Linked DNA regions of Macaca mulatta: region 2 is linked to region 1. Evidence: chromatin contacts called from public Hi-C data. All regions are on one chromosome and are shown on one strand. The core of a region is the stretch at or near the end of the contact, and the rest is flanking DNA. Distances in the headings are between cores, read along the strand shown. Region 1 overlaps LOC106998496 (a long non-coding RNA gene). Region 2 holds the start of JADE1 (jade family PHD finger 1).

What was found. Hi-C and Micro-C count contacts between places; a contact is called where the count stands out from the background.
Region 2: a contact with region 1 is called in a Hi-C map of fetal cortical plate, with 2.3 times the contacts expected there. The contact joins the promoter of JADE1 here to the enhancer-like site in region 1. A contact is called at or near these places in 4 of 14 Hi-C or Micro-C datasets (fetal cortex germinal zone, fetal cortical plate, fibroblasts and 1 more).

The regions. Positions count from the first base shown.
Region 1 is chr5:137,220,200-137,227,115 of T2T-MMU8v2.0, forward strand. All of the region lies in intron 2 of LOC106998496 (a long non-coding RNA gene), which reads left to right. Among named protein-coding and RNA genes, the nearest start is that of PGRMC2, 170 kb to the left of the region's middle. Within about 2 kb of position 3,517, at least 1 of the 40 cell types and tissues checked has an H3K27ac peak or open chromatin away from gene starts, as enhancers often do. A contact at or near this core is called in fetal cortical plate, where this site is marked.
Region 2 is chr5:137,564,430-137,571,286 of T2T-MMU8v2.0, forward strand. JADE1 (jade family PHD finger 1) reads left to right here and starts at 2,980. Exons shown (of 11, transcript NM_001266133.1): 1 at 2,980-3,117.

The sequences.
Region 1 (6,916 bases), core at 2,267-4,766:
GACCTTGACACCCTCGTACCCTCTGTCCCGTAGCTTTCCTGCATGGCACCTGCTCTCTGGGTACATCTTTTTAGCTTCTGGTCCCACTAACAATTCAGTGACTATTTTCCCTGTATTTCCTGGTTAATTTTGAGGGAAGCGTGGAGGGGGAAGGGAAGGAGGAAGGGAAGAGAGACTCTGGCTGAGTTAATTGCATTCTCCCTGTCTGAAAAGAGCTTTGGAGGCCAGGTCACCTCCCGGGGATGAGTTAGGCTCGGCTTGACCACCTTTGAGTCACTTTGAGACCTGTGCAGGGCTGTTCCCCAGCCTGGGCTGTGGGCATGGTTGTTCCCTTCAGGAGGACTGTGGATGTGGTGGACACCAGTTTTGACATATTGCCCCTTTCTCCATACAAAGGAAGGCTCAACGATGCTGGATATCCTGGTGTCAGGGTACTTACCCTGGTAAGTTGCTCAGACTCTAGGAAGAGACAAAGAAACCTCTTTTCTTCTTTATAAGAAAGCAGTCATGAAGCTTGGAGAATACACTTAAGAGTGATAATTTACACTCAATCTTCAATGATTCCAGAAACTTGGAGAAAGAGGTACAGATGCTTCATTTGAACGATGATGCATGTATTTTGTATAGCACAGCTTGGTTTGGACTAGGCTGAGGCAGGGGAGTGGCTGAATTAGACACCAGTCTCCTTGTTACAGTCAAGTCTTCCTTAATAAGGTCTCAAGCTTGCATTTTAATCCAAAGACAGATTCGCGAGTGCTACCTCTTGGTGCTACTTCTAGGCGCCATGACATATGCAGCAATGAGCTCCTCACCTGTTGCCCAGTGCATTGGCAGCATCCCTGGTTGATGCAGCCAAGCCATCTGGAGCAGGGCAAGGGGGGGCACACAGGGTATGACAGCCAGATAGCTGCCAGATGCTGCAGTTTCTTGGCCTTCCTCTAGTCCTTTCACTATTATGCTGAGGGCATGTGGCAAAACAAGGCAGGCCCCACGAGGCAGCTTATTTGCTTTTGGCTACCTCCAGTTGAGCCACCAAGAACTTGAGGAGCTTTTTCTTCTTCAGCTATTTTTCTTGAGAGCCTGAACATCCCCTCCATCTCTTCCACTTGTAGCACTTGTAGTCAGTCTCAGCCGTAAGCCACTGACAAGAGTGTATTAACTGCAGGTGTGAGGATGAAGCAAGGGGGAAACTACAGTTAGTTTTCAGAGGCGACTGAGCCCCTTCACCTCATAGATAGGGATTTCTATATATGGTGAATTTTGTCACTGAGTGCTCTGTTTTATGGCATCCTATTTACCAGTATTTGAAGCTTTTATTTAACAATTTTATTATGTGGTCCTCTCTGGTGTTGAGTTTGAGCTCACTAATTAGATCATTAAGTTCCTTGAAAGAAAGACAGGGCTTCTGTACTCCTAAGCATTTCCTGCAATGTGTAGCACAGCGTTGTCATTGTATGAGGAATTGGCACTCAGTGGGTATTTGTTAAATTGATTTGACCCAATCTCAATTTCATGTTCAGCTCAGGAGATTTCTTATTAAGCTCCAAGGAGTCTAGATCCTTTCTATACCTGAAGGTATAAATTCATTTTGACGAATTTTCCAACTTTAACTTTCTCCTCCACACTTCAGGAAGAACAGCACCCGAGACATGACTTTTTCAGGGACTTGGAATTCCACATTTCCCATGGGATTCAAGGCATCTGGGAGTTTGACTTCCTATTTTTTACTTTTCATCTCTGTCCCCTTGAAGTTAAGCATGGTCACGTGACTGACTTTGGCTAATGAAATATCAGATGTAATGTGTGATAACCTCCTTTGCCAAACTAATCTCCTTTCCCAGAAGGATAGGTGAAGTTATGCAGTGGTAACAACAGCTTCCAAAACTTAGTTGAGATTCTGTTTGACAGAGTGGCTCGGGGACCCAACTGACAGACAGTCTGTCATCTCAGTGTGTGCTGCCGGGATCACTGTGGCAGGGGAAGCTGGCATGGATAATCGTTCACCAACTCTTCGCTAACTCTTCCACCCTGAAGTGACACACATTGCAACAGATAGTTCATTAGCCAAAGTAAGCCACATGGCCATGCTTAACTTCAAGAGGATGGAGAAGTGCAGTCCTTCCCTGGCTCTGGAAAAAACCAAAAACCAAAACTACTGGTGACCTCTGTAGAACTGACCACACCTCCTCAGAGAACCCAGAAGTTGCTGTCTTTCAGTTCATTCTTTAATAAGGCATGGGACGACCTTTGGGAATAATATAAATACTTTATCCTTTGAGGTTCACAGGAGTTATGAAACAAACCCGTATTAAAGATGATTTATGTATTAATAATTAAAAATTAGATTTTTAAATATTATGTAAATATCAGGCTATTTTCCCCCAAATCAGTGATCAGTGGTAATCAGTTGTGGCGCTCTCCAAATGCCATCTAAACAGATGGCTGATGGAAGTGATTGGACATGTTTAGAGTTGCCAGCCCTTCTCATGCTTCTGATGCGTCTTACACCTCACAGTCACTCAAAGGCCCAGTAGCTCAGACCTTCTCCATCATCAGAGCCACTTCAGACTCCTGGGCTCTGGGGATCTGATCTTTATTCCCTGCCCTGTGATTGACTCTGTCAGTCACAAAGCAAGGCTCCAGGTTCTTCAAAAGCAAGCAGGGAGTCATCCAGACTCACTCAGTTGTCCTGTGTTCTACACGCACTCCATAACTTCCCTCCTTCCAAAGATACAATTCTAGGCCAGGCTCAGTGGTTCATACCTATAATCCCAGCCAGGGCAGGGGAGTCATTTGAGGTCAGGAGTTTGAGACCAGCATGGCCCACATGGTGATACCTGTCTCTACTAAAAATATAAAAATTAGCCAGGCGTGGTGGTGCACGTCTGTAGTCCCAGCTACTTGGGAGGCTGAGGCGCGAGAATTGCTTGAACCCAGGAGGTGGTGGTTGCAGTGAGCCAAGATCGCGTCACTGGGCGACAAAGTGAGACTCTCTCAAAAACAAACAAACAAAAAACCAAAAACAAAGATACAATTCTAACCATAAGAACCAGGAGTATATTCACAAGTGTAATGAGTTTGGTAGCCAACGCTCTTTTAACCCAACTCAATGGACTATTACTTTGACATGCCAAGAGTCAACCATGATATGATTGAAAGAGCTTTTGCATTAGAATATAAAGACTGCTTCAACTCCCAGCTCTGCCATGTTCTAGCTGTGTTACCTTGGAAAAATCACTTGGCCTCTCTAAATCTTCATTGGTAAAATTAGGCTAATTACACTTATCTTCTAGGATGGAGTTTCCTATTGATAAAATGTAAATTATAATGCCTACCTCTTGGGGTCATGGAGATTTAAATTATTTTGACAAAGATAATTTATGGGAAAAATATATATGTATAAGTATGTATATCCCAAGCTGGGAACTTCTTCCCTCCTTTTTGCTTGCTAATTAAGAGTCATAAATAAAATGCTGATGAGCTGCAGTCTGCCGTCTGTGCTGTAGCTGGAGGGCTGTTTTGACTTAGCCTGACAAATGGCTAACCAGCCGCTCCCACTATGCCCAACTCAAGTGTTCAGCACTGAGAAATCCAGCTACTGCCAACAGCATCTTATAAACTTGTCACTATTTACTTACTTGGTGACAGTGTTTTTGTTCAGTGATCATCCCTGAGATTTTACTCGTCAGGGTGTGTCTGTTTCTCTCAAAATGCCAAAATGCCATTTAAATATAATCCTTTCTCAAACCACATGAAAATAGTGAAGGTCTCTAAATGAGACTTGATGCCCTTGTAGTTCATCCCCATTGCAGTGCAGTTGGGATGGGATGTTGTCTTTACAAAGCTGTAGCTGCATGTGCACAGGGCTTTATTAAATGGACACAAACTTCAGAGCTGCTTCAATAAGCTACTAGTCGGGATTTCCAGGTAACCTGTTGAGTGGTGTGCTAGAGACAGCTCATACAAGCTTGGAAGAACTGATAGTTACATTTTCAGGAATTTTGCAAGGTGGTTGAAATCATGTTGGTAGAGTGAAATTGGCCATGGTGAGAGTGTTGACACCATGGAAATTAGCAAACACTACAAAGTCAGGCATTTTCTCCCAGAGGGCTGGTTGCTAAACATTTACCAGCTCAGCACTCTATAGTATAACCAAATCTTTGTGCACCTGGGTAAAATGCAGATATGACTGAGAATGGGAGAAGGGGCATCCCAAATCAGAAGTATAAATAAAACCATGATGCAGGACTCACTTTTCTTGAGTCCCTGCTGTGTGCCAGGTTCTATGCTAGCCTAGATTGAGACTGACATATATCAGGAGGTACCTAGCAAATTAACGATGTGGGGCCTAACAAAAATGTATTCATATGAAGGACAGAGAGCCTCCTAGGAGCTTGACTGCAAGTTGGTCATGGGAAGGAGGGAATAATGCTAGTTATAACATGGTACTTATCACTCAGGTTTTGAGCTAGGCCCTAGCTGAGATTTGTAGAGGGTGGGTTGGAGAAAGCTTTAAGTGAAAAACAGAAAAGGTTGCTTTGGGATAACTCTGTAGGACAAGATGGCATTGTTTGGATTTGGCATCTTGTTTGTTCCAGGACCTCAGCTGCAGTAGTTTTGGGACAGCAGAGGCTTGGCTGACCACAGAGTGCAGTGGGGTGGGCTCCCTTGCGAGCTCTTTTGCAAGAGCACTTTCTGGAGGACCACAGTGTGAACAAAGAGGGGGAAAAGGACAGTAGAATTTATTTTGATGACCCCATATGTACTGGTAAGGCAAAGGGGTAGCTGGTTGCACATACATTTTCTCAACTTATCCTCACAACACCCTTATGAGAAAAGCATTATCATATCCTCTTTGTAGGTGAAGAAACTGAGGCTTGGAGGGTCCGAATAACTTGCCCAGCATTACAGAAAGTAAGTGGCAGATCTGGGATTCACACATGGGGCTGACTGCAAACCCTTCATGGAGCCTCTGTGACCACCCTGAATTCATGTCTGCATATTCTTATCTTTTTCTTCTAATTTTTGGGGAAGAAGTGTCTCTCTTCTTTCCAAGGTCAACCTTTCCACTCCTGCCTGTACCTGCCTGAATTCTGTACCTTCCTAATTCTTGCTCCAGGGTCTTTGTAAAGCACCCAATTGCTCTATTGTGCATCTTTAGCTTTTCTTCTGTCAGTTTATTCGTTAATCTTTGCCATCTATTAACAGAAATGAGTGACTGTGTGGGGACTTTCTTAGCCTTCTCTCTTAGCCTTTCTGTTGTACTGAACACAGAACACATTCTCCTTTATTCTTGAAACTCTCTACTTTCCAGCTTCTGTGATTGGTTTTTCTCTTCCCTCTCTGGTTATTCTTCTGATCACTTCTGGCTCTTCTCCCTTTCCCAACCCATGAAATAGAAGCATTACTCCAAGAGTCTGGTGTTGGCTGTCTTCTCCTTCTTGTGGTCCCCATGACCTCAGCACTTTATGCAGACAAATATATGAATATATCTACAGCTCTAGTTAGGAAATGAGCAGAAGTAATCCAACTGGGTCCCCAGGACCAAGAGCAGTCTCTGGCATGTAGTGGGTACTCAATAAACAGTAGGGATTTCAGGTGAAGAGAACATTGTGAACAGAGGCTGTGCATGTATGTATTGATTTATTTGGAGGATACCCCTTTCAAGCTCTTGAACTCCTCAAACTCAGGAACTGTGCCTTTTCCTCTTTTTTAATTTCCTGATCCAGCATAATACATAGTAGCTGTTCAATAAATGTTTGCTGAATGAATGAATGAGTCCAAGGTTGATGATAAATTGATGCAAAATTGCGGCAGTCCTTATATAGGAATTTACGCTTTACTGTATGTGCAGTGGGCTTGCAGCCATGCAAGGCTTTTTCTCATTTGAGTAACTCAATTGAAGCTGAGCTTCAGGATGACTCATCTGGCTGCCGTCAGCATTGAAACCTTGTGCCATCTTCCTCCCTTGCCCTTGCTGTTCCATCTCTAATCAGGGGCCCAATCTTGTTGATTTTACTTCCACGTGTGGCTTTATGGCTCGCATTTGTGTTTTTGTTTCTGTTCTCATGGCCACCTCCCAAGGTCAGCTCTAATTACCTCTTGTCTGTATGTCAGCATAGGTCACTCCCCACTCTGGTCGCTGTTGATCCCTTTTCTGTAAGCCACGGGCTTGGCTATGCTACTGATGACTGGCTCTGTTTGAAAAAAAGAAAACAGAACAAAGCAGAATTGGTTCTGGGAAAGCAAGGATAAAGAGGGCTAAAGTAACACTCCATTATCTGCCTTTAATCCCACAGGCCCTTAAAGCTGTTGCCTGCTTTGGGTTTTACCCTTAAGTTGCTTGAGTGGGCTTATCCCCTCATTGCTCCTTATAACAAAGAGTAGGATCCATTCTCACAATAAAGTTAAATTGTAGGGAAAGAAAGCAGACCAATGGGAAGCTTGTGCTTGACTATGTTGTTGAAAAGAGGCAAAGGAAATGGAAGAACAATCCTTTAGAGAAGGGAGAACAAGAGAAGGGAAAATGTAAAAGAGGAGATAGGAGAAGGCCATTAAGATAATAATTCTAGATGGAAGGAAGAAAAAAAGGAGAGAAGACTAGAGCTGAGCTCCTGCCATTTTTCATAGCTAATTATGATTAAATGGGCCGTTTCTGAAAATGCTCAATAAATGTGCACTTTTACCTTAAGGTTTGCTCTATTGCTGTGCATTGCATGGGCATTGCATGAACTTTATCGGTCCAGAATTTTACCTAATAAAACAGTGAGCTAATGGACTTTAGGGGGCCTCTCTGGGGACTCTTGAGCTTAAGCAATTTAGGTCAGTGTTATGCAAAGTGTGATCTGCCTTCTGCAAGGAGGTAAGTACAGAAATCCACAGTCTGTATTTAGAAACTTTATAGCATTGCACATTG
Region 2 (6,857 bases), core at 1,730-4,229, 340 kb after region 1:
AATGTGAGTATAAATATCCAAATTTTTATTTCATAAAAATCCATTATTATGGAAGAAAATAATTAAACTGTATATGACTACAGCAGAATGTACAGGATATATAGAATTGTAATTATCACCACGAACATTGATGGGATCAGGAAAGACTAGAATCTTGATATTTCTATTACACTGAGTACCTTGTAGCTATTTTGTTGAATGTCTTTTCATCTCTGATAATAAGGTGTGAATTAAAAGAACTATTCCAGAGACTAGGATATGATGATCCTGAATGATTTGGCAAGGTAAGACAGTAAGTGACAGAGTGGAATCAGAAACTCGTTTTCCTAATTGCCAGCTTAGTACTTCTTATTCTAGGCTGTATTATCTGTGCTGCCGCAAGGCAAACCATATCATTGCCTTTCCCATTTTAGAAATAGGTTGTATAGGAGTTTCCTTTGTGGTCTGATGGCAAGAAACACCTATTATTTAAGAAATGCCAACTGCTGATCATTGATGACAAAATATTTTTACATGTTCCTTATGGATTCAAGTTGTCCGCCATTTCTTCAAATAATCATCACGTTTCTAAGTTTGGTAAGAAAATCAGAAATGACTGAATGTTAAAGAGAAAGGGGACTTAGACATTATTTTTCCTGTCATCTCAGTGGGGAAACTAAAGCCCAGAGAGTCATATTCGGAGTTGGTGGGCGTCTCCTGACTTCTTGTCCAGGGCTATTTATAGCACATAGCACTATCTCAGTCGATGAGTATTCTGAAGTCATGGCATAATTGAGACTCCGTACATGGCACCTTCAGTCCTGTTCAGTGTGTCAGTGTGTGAAGTTTGTGTGCCATTTTATCCCTTTGTTTTTGTCATTCATTTTATTCAATACTTTTGTTGGTGCCTAATGTTTTTGATAGAAAAAGCAAGTAAAAGAGTAAGCAGCAAATGTGAGTTAAAAATTTTCTTCAGACAAATGCGTGAAGTAATGCTGTTTGGAATTTAGAAAAGTTGCAATTTTTGATGGAGAGAAAACCAAGAAAGAGACCAGTGGTGGCCGAGGGAATGGACAACCTCCTATTGCCAGGGCCTCTACTCCTGAACTGTTATGAGGTTGCCTGTTTCCTCTTAACAACCCTTCAGGTTAGGGGCCAGCTGTTAACTTCATTTTATTACCAGGAAAGAAACTGAGGCTCAGATAAAGTTCTTTTATCCCACAGGCACACAAAGTGGTAACTGAGAGAGCCAGATCCAACCATGTCTGGCTACAAAGCCTGTGTACTTCAACTTCTACAGAGAGTATGTGCAAGGCGAACCAATGAAAATAGCAATAACTGAAGTGCAATACTAAGAATAGTAATAATGATAGTTAACACAGTGCTTTACATGTGTGATCGCTTTGAACAGGATTAAGTGAACACATGAATAGGACTGGCAGGGACTCTTTCTATTCTTCATTAGTGAAACAGGAGAGGACACATACACTACTTAGGATTTCCACTGGCTTACTTTGTTTTCTGAAAAATAACTGAAAGGCTCAATTAGTTTTGTTTTGTCGCATTTATCAGATTATAATGTTTTGGATGTGGGTCTGAATGTGGGTGGATGGGCTGGTGTGGGATTATGTGAAATCAAACCTGATATATTCAGAAAGGTTCTTCCTGTGGATACATATGCCTTTTGGGTTCGATACTTAGTTTGGTAATTAGTGATCACTGTTCCTATTTACTGAATGGGAGTTTTTTTTTTTTTTTTTGAGACGGAGTTTCGCTCTTGTTGCCCAGGCTGGAGTGCAATGGAGCGATATGGGCTCATCACAACCTCCACCTCTGGGGTTCAAGCGATTCTCCTGCCTCAGCCTCCCCAGCAGTTGGGATTACAGGCACGTACCACCACGCCTGGCTAATTTTGTATTTTTTAGTAGAGACAGGGTTTCTTCATGTTGGTCAGGCTGCTCTCGAACTCCCGACCTCAGGTGATCCGCCTGCCACGACCTCCCAAAGTGTTGGGACTACAGGCGTGAGCCACCGCGCCCGGCCTGAATGGGAGTTTCTAATCCGTACTTTTTTCCTTTTCAAGCTGAATGTCATATACCCCTCTATTTCCCTAGGCGAATCCATGAAAGAAGTATGTTGCCCTCCATATGAAAAAGCAAGTTTGTCTTCTGCATAAAATCAGTAACCACTCATTTTTAACACATTAATACCCCCCAAATGAATCTCTGATGACTGATCTGATACTAGCTTGTAATTCTAGTTTTAGCATTAGGCTCACTGCTCTTATTTGGGAGAAGATGTCCAATTCTGCAGTAATGTGTAACATAAAGTGGTGTCAATTTATAAATAATATCTTCTAATGGATTAATGCTCATTTGCAATGATCACTTCCATACAAATTTAGGTAAAGATGTTATTCAGAATTGGATTATCTATATTAAAAAATGTCATCCTAATGTGCAACTCCCTAAAACTGTTACTACAAACAACTCTTTTGCCACTCAGCCTAAAAATAAAACCTTTCACCCAAATGACACATCTCAATAGCCACATTTTAATCTACATAAATTTTTAAACTATTTTGAAAGAATCCATTTCTAGATGTCAGACAAGAGTTGAAATTGGGACAGCAGTTTGAAGGGGCTAATTTAAAAACCCACTTCCCTGCTTGGAGACACCTCAAGAATTTCTAGGCTCACAAGGTGGGTGAAGTAAGGAAAGAGACTTTTAAGAGCTAAACAGTGCCGTTCTTTGCGAGTCCCGACTGGCGCAGGCCGAGCCGGCTGCGGCGAGGGCTGCGAAGAGTTAACGAGGGACCGAGCCCCCCAAGTCGCGGGCTCCCCGCATGCTCCCTCCGCCCTCCCGTCCCCACCCTCTCGTTTTGGCAAGGGATTAAAGTGCTCCCCCCTGTGGCAGCAGTGACCCAGAAATGAGTTTGATTCACACAGTCCTTCCTCCATAACAAGCCAAACCAGACCGAGAGTGCCTCCGTGCGCGAGTGCCGGGTGTGTGCGCGCCGGCTAGAGCACGGGCCCGCCCGGCTCCCCGCCCGCTCGCCCGCCGCGGCCCGAACTCATGCAGCTCCGAGCGAGCGAGCGGCGCCCAGCCCAGCGCCTCGGCCGAACCCCTCCGCAGCAGGTACGCGCGCGGGCCGCGGGGGGCGCGCGGGGTGGGCTCGCCGCGCGTGTGTCCGCGCGTGGGTCCGTGTGCGCGTCCCGGTCCCGCGGCGGCGACGGCGGCGGCGGCGGCGGCGGCGGCGGCTGCAGGACGAGCCGAGAGGCTCAGCCATATTTGATGGTTTTGTTGCTTTGCTCGGGAGTTCTCGGGAGTAATTTAATGCCGAAGGTCGCTGCCTAGTGGAAATAATATAGTACGTCATTAATATGGCGCCAAAAGATTGGGTTCTCGATATGTAGCTAGGAGGGAGGGAGGCAGCCGCTGAGCGCAGCGTTACTATCCCACCAGTAACTTGGGCATTGCCGGGGCGGGGGCCAGAGGAGGAGGAGGAGAGGATGATTTTTGGATCCTGAGAATTGATCTATGTTGGATCAGTAAGTTTTATTATGATTTTTTTTTTCAAATTTGGGGGGCTGAAGACTTAGAGCTGTTTCTTCTTTTGGATTTGCGAAGAACATGCGGTTTTCAGGTGAATCATCAATTAAACGCGTTTAGGAGCAGAAGCCCAGTTTAAGTTGCTTTTAGTTTATAGGTTTTTTTTTTTTTTTAATAGAAAGCCAAAGTGCATTAGGCTGCATGAAAGTGGAAAGCATAGTAGCAACTTGGTAGACAGATGGCAATGGCAGAACGCAGGTTCGCGTACATATATGAATCCAGAGTGTGTGAGACCGTGTGTGTGGTGGGACTGTATTTGTCCAAACATAGGTGTGTGTAGGTACATTTGTGTGTGGTGGCCGCAGCCCTGGCTCTTGTCACCGCGTCGCCACATGTCCAAAATATTCATTGCATCAATTCAAGGGCAGTGAGAGGGGGGTGGGGGGCGGGGGTGGAGGGACAGCTTGGCAATTCTTCCGAATTGGGCTTCCAGTGGTCAGATCTTTTACTTACAGCGCGACAGCTTGTAAAGTGTAAAACCCCTTCATCGATGAAATGGGGTAGGGGTTGGCGGTTGGTAGAGCAAAGTACCGATTAATCATGAACTTAAAGGGGATTGCAAATTGCAACCTTTGGCACCATCTGCAAATTGTGGGGGTGGGGTCTCTTGGTCTCCTTGCTTCCTTAAATGAACGTGTAGTGTGTACCCCGGGACTGCAAGTTGCAGAGCCCTTCAGTGCACGTGTCTTGTGCCTGTGAGTCTGTGTTTGCGAGTTGGGGGCTGTTGTTCGGTAGCCAGCAGGCTTTCCGGGTTGCTCGGCATTGGCTTGCAAATGCGGGAGAGGGATGGAATGTGGAATGTTGACCGGGGAACCGAATCCTGTCGGAACGGTCCCATTTGCTGGAGAAATTCGATCCCTTCCACCTCCTTCCCGCTCCCCCCCGCCCGCCTTCGGGCAGGAGGCGGGGCTGAGGACGCGGCTGCTGCTCAAAGTGGCGGAGCGCGGCGGCGGGAGGCAGGTGCACGGCACCCGCCAGTGGGGGTGCCTCAACTTCCGCGGGCGTTTAAATAGCAGCCTCTCTCCCCTCCCACCGGTAATAGGTGACCTAGCGGCGGAGGGCGGCGGGGGGAGGGAACCGGGGAAGACCCGGGAGCGAGCCTCCGCGGCACGTGGGCAGGTGCTGGGTGGCCCCGGGGCCAACTTTTGTAGCCCGCCTCTGGCGTTTGAGGAGAGGCGGCCCAGTGTGGAAATGGGGGCGGGCGGCGGCCGAGGCGCTGCTTCTCCGTCGCTGCCGGAGCGTCACCTAACGGTCCCAGCTGCGCCGCCCGGGCCGGGGTGGGGGATTGCGGGGGCGGGGACGCCCGGCCCGCCGCACCCGCCCCGCACAAAGCCCGCGGCGCGGGGGTGGCCGCCGCGCCCCCGCCCCGGGAACGGCCCTAAGCCCGACGCGGTCCCCGCGCCGGTTCCGGCGGGCGGCCGCAGGCGTTTGTTTGTTGGTTCCGCGCCGCCTTCCTCGCCGGATGGCTTCCTGTGACAGAGGTGATACACAGTTTCCAGAACTGTCTGGGGGCGGGAGCGGGAGCGGGAGCCGAGCCCGCTCGGAGCTTCTCGCCGCCGCCGCCGCCGCTCCCATCTTAAAACCGTTTCTCGCCGGCGCATCCGCCCCAGACCGAAGGTGCCGCCCCGGAGGGACTCGGGGAGGGGGACGGCGCGGCCGTTTCCAGCGGCGCAAGTGGTTTCTGGACGCGAGGGAGCGTTTGATTTGCAACTGGGGCCGAGCGGATTGGTGCAGCTGGCGGCGGCGGGGCGGGAGGAGCTGCGGCGGCGGGGGGTGGCCACTTTCAAATGGAGAGGGCGGCGGCGGCGGGGACGCCGCTGCGGAGGGAGCGGGGCTTGGTTGCGCCACGAGAAGGTGTCATCACTGCACCGGGGCTAATTCCGGCGGAGGTGCCGGGAGTTACTTTCCCCTCCTCCCGCGCTGTTGTTTCTGTCGCCTCGGGAGGAGGAGGAGGAGGAGGATTGGGAGAGAGGGAGGGGGCGGCGCCGCGCGGAGCCGCGGCCCTGCGTATTCCCTGGCGGGCGGCGGGAGCCGCGCGGAGTGTTCGCCGCTGCGGGGCGGCGTCCCAGTTCCCCCCCAACCCCGGGGTGCCCCCCTTGCTGGGATCCTCAGCCTTCTCACCTCCCCCCGCACTCCGCCACCCTCCCACGGGAGCTCTTCATCCTCGAGTCCTCAACCCCGGCTCGGCGCGTCCCGGGTCTCACCCCGCCCCCGGTCTCCCCCCCGCCGCCCCAGGCAGTGCTGGCCCCAGGTTTCCCACCCCAAGCGGGCGGGGGCGGCCTCAGTCCCGGCGCCGGTGAATGCTGAGAGCAAACAAAAAAGCGGGCGATTTAAACATGCCTTCGAAACCCGTTAGGAATGCGTCGTCTTCCGGAGACCGTTTAAAAGGAGCTTTAGCTTGCCTTCTAGTAACGAGAAGGCCGGCGCCCTGCCTAGCCTCGGCCGGGGCAAGGGGCTGTCGCCCTCTATTTGCCCCGGCCAAGAGGGAATTTAAATTTTCTTTTGTAAAATGACAGCTGCAGTGAATGACCTAAGACAGCTACGTTTTTAGGAAAGTAGAAGAGGATCTGAGGTTTCCATTAATGGGAATGCTTAGGGGGTTCTTTCCCAAAGGTTTTTATTAGGTGAACTATTTTTCCTTTTTATAATACCCGCCATGGCTCTCTTGCTACTTGTAGCTCAAGGCTAATACCTTTCAAAGCTAATGAACTAGTTTTAAGATAGAAATTATTTCCCTGAAAGCTGATTTAGGTAGTGACTCACCAGTGGTTAGAGATTTTATAGTAAGTAGCATTTTGATCAAATCACAACTGATCAAGATTTAATCATTTATAGGTGGAGAAAGGAAGCATTCATTATGCCCATACTTACATTGACTCAACACTTTTGATGTAGTAATTTGTTGTAGGTGGGCAACATATGTGGGAGGAGTTAAATGGGATGTTCTGTGAGTAACACTCTAGCAAGTACATGCAACCCAGAATTTTTATTGTCCTTTTGTCCCAAAGATCTTAGTCTCATTTACTTACGGTCACTTTTAAATCAGATGGCTTTCTTCTTGGTATTTTGCTGTTTTCCTCAAAGTTTGCATACTTTTGTAAGTGTCTTTTACTTGGCGTTTTCATTTTAATGTGTAGAATAAATGTAATTTTAAGCTGTTTAAGTGTTAGGTTTCCTCCTATTTCCTTTCGTCCCTATTTAGCAGAGATAATGGGAGTGTCTGAAAGTAAGGTAGGACTTGAACTTGATTCTATCTTTAAGACTAC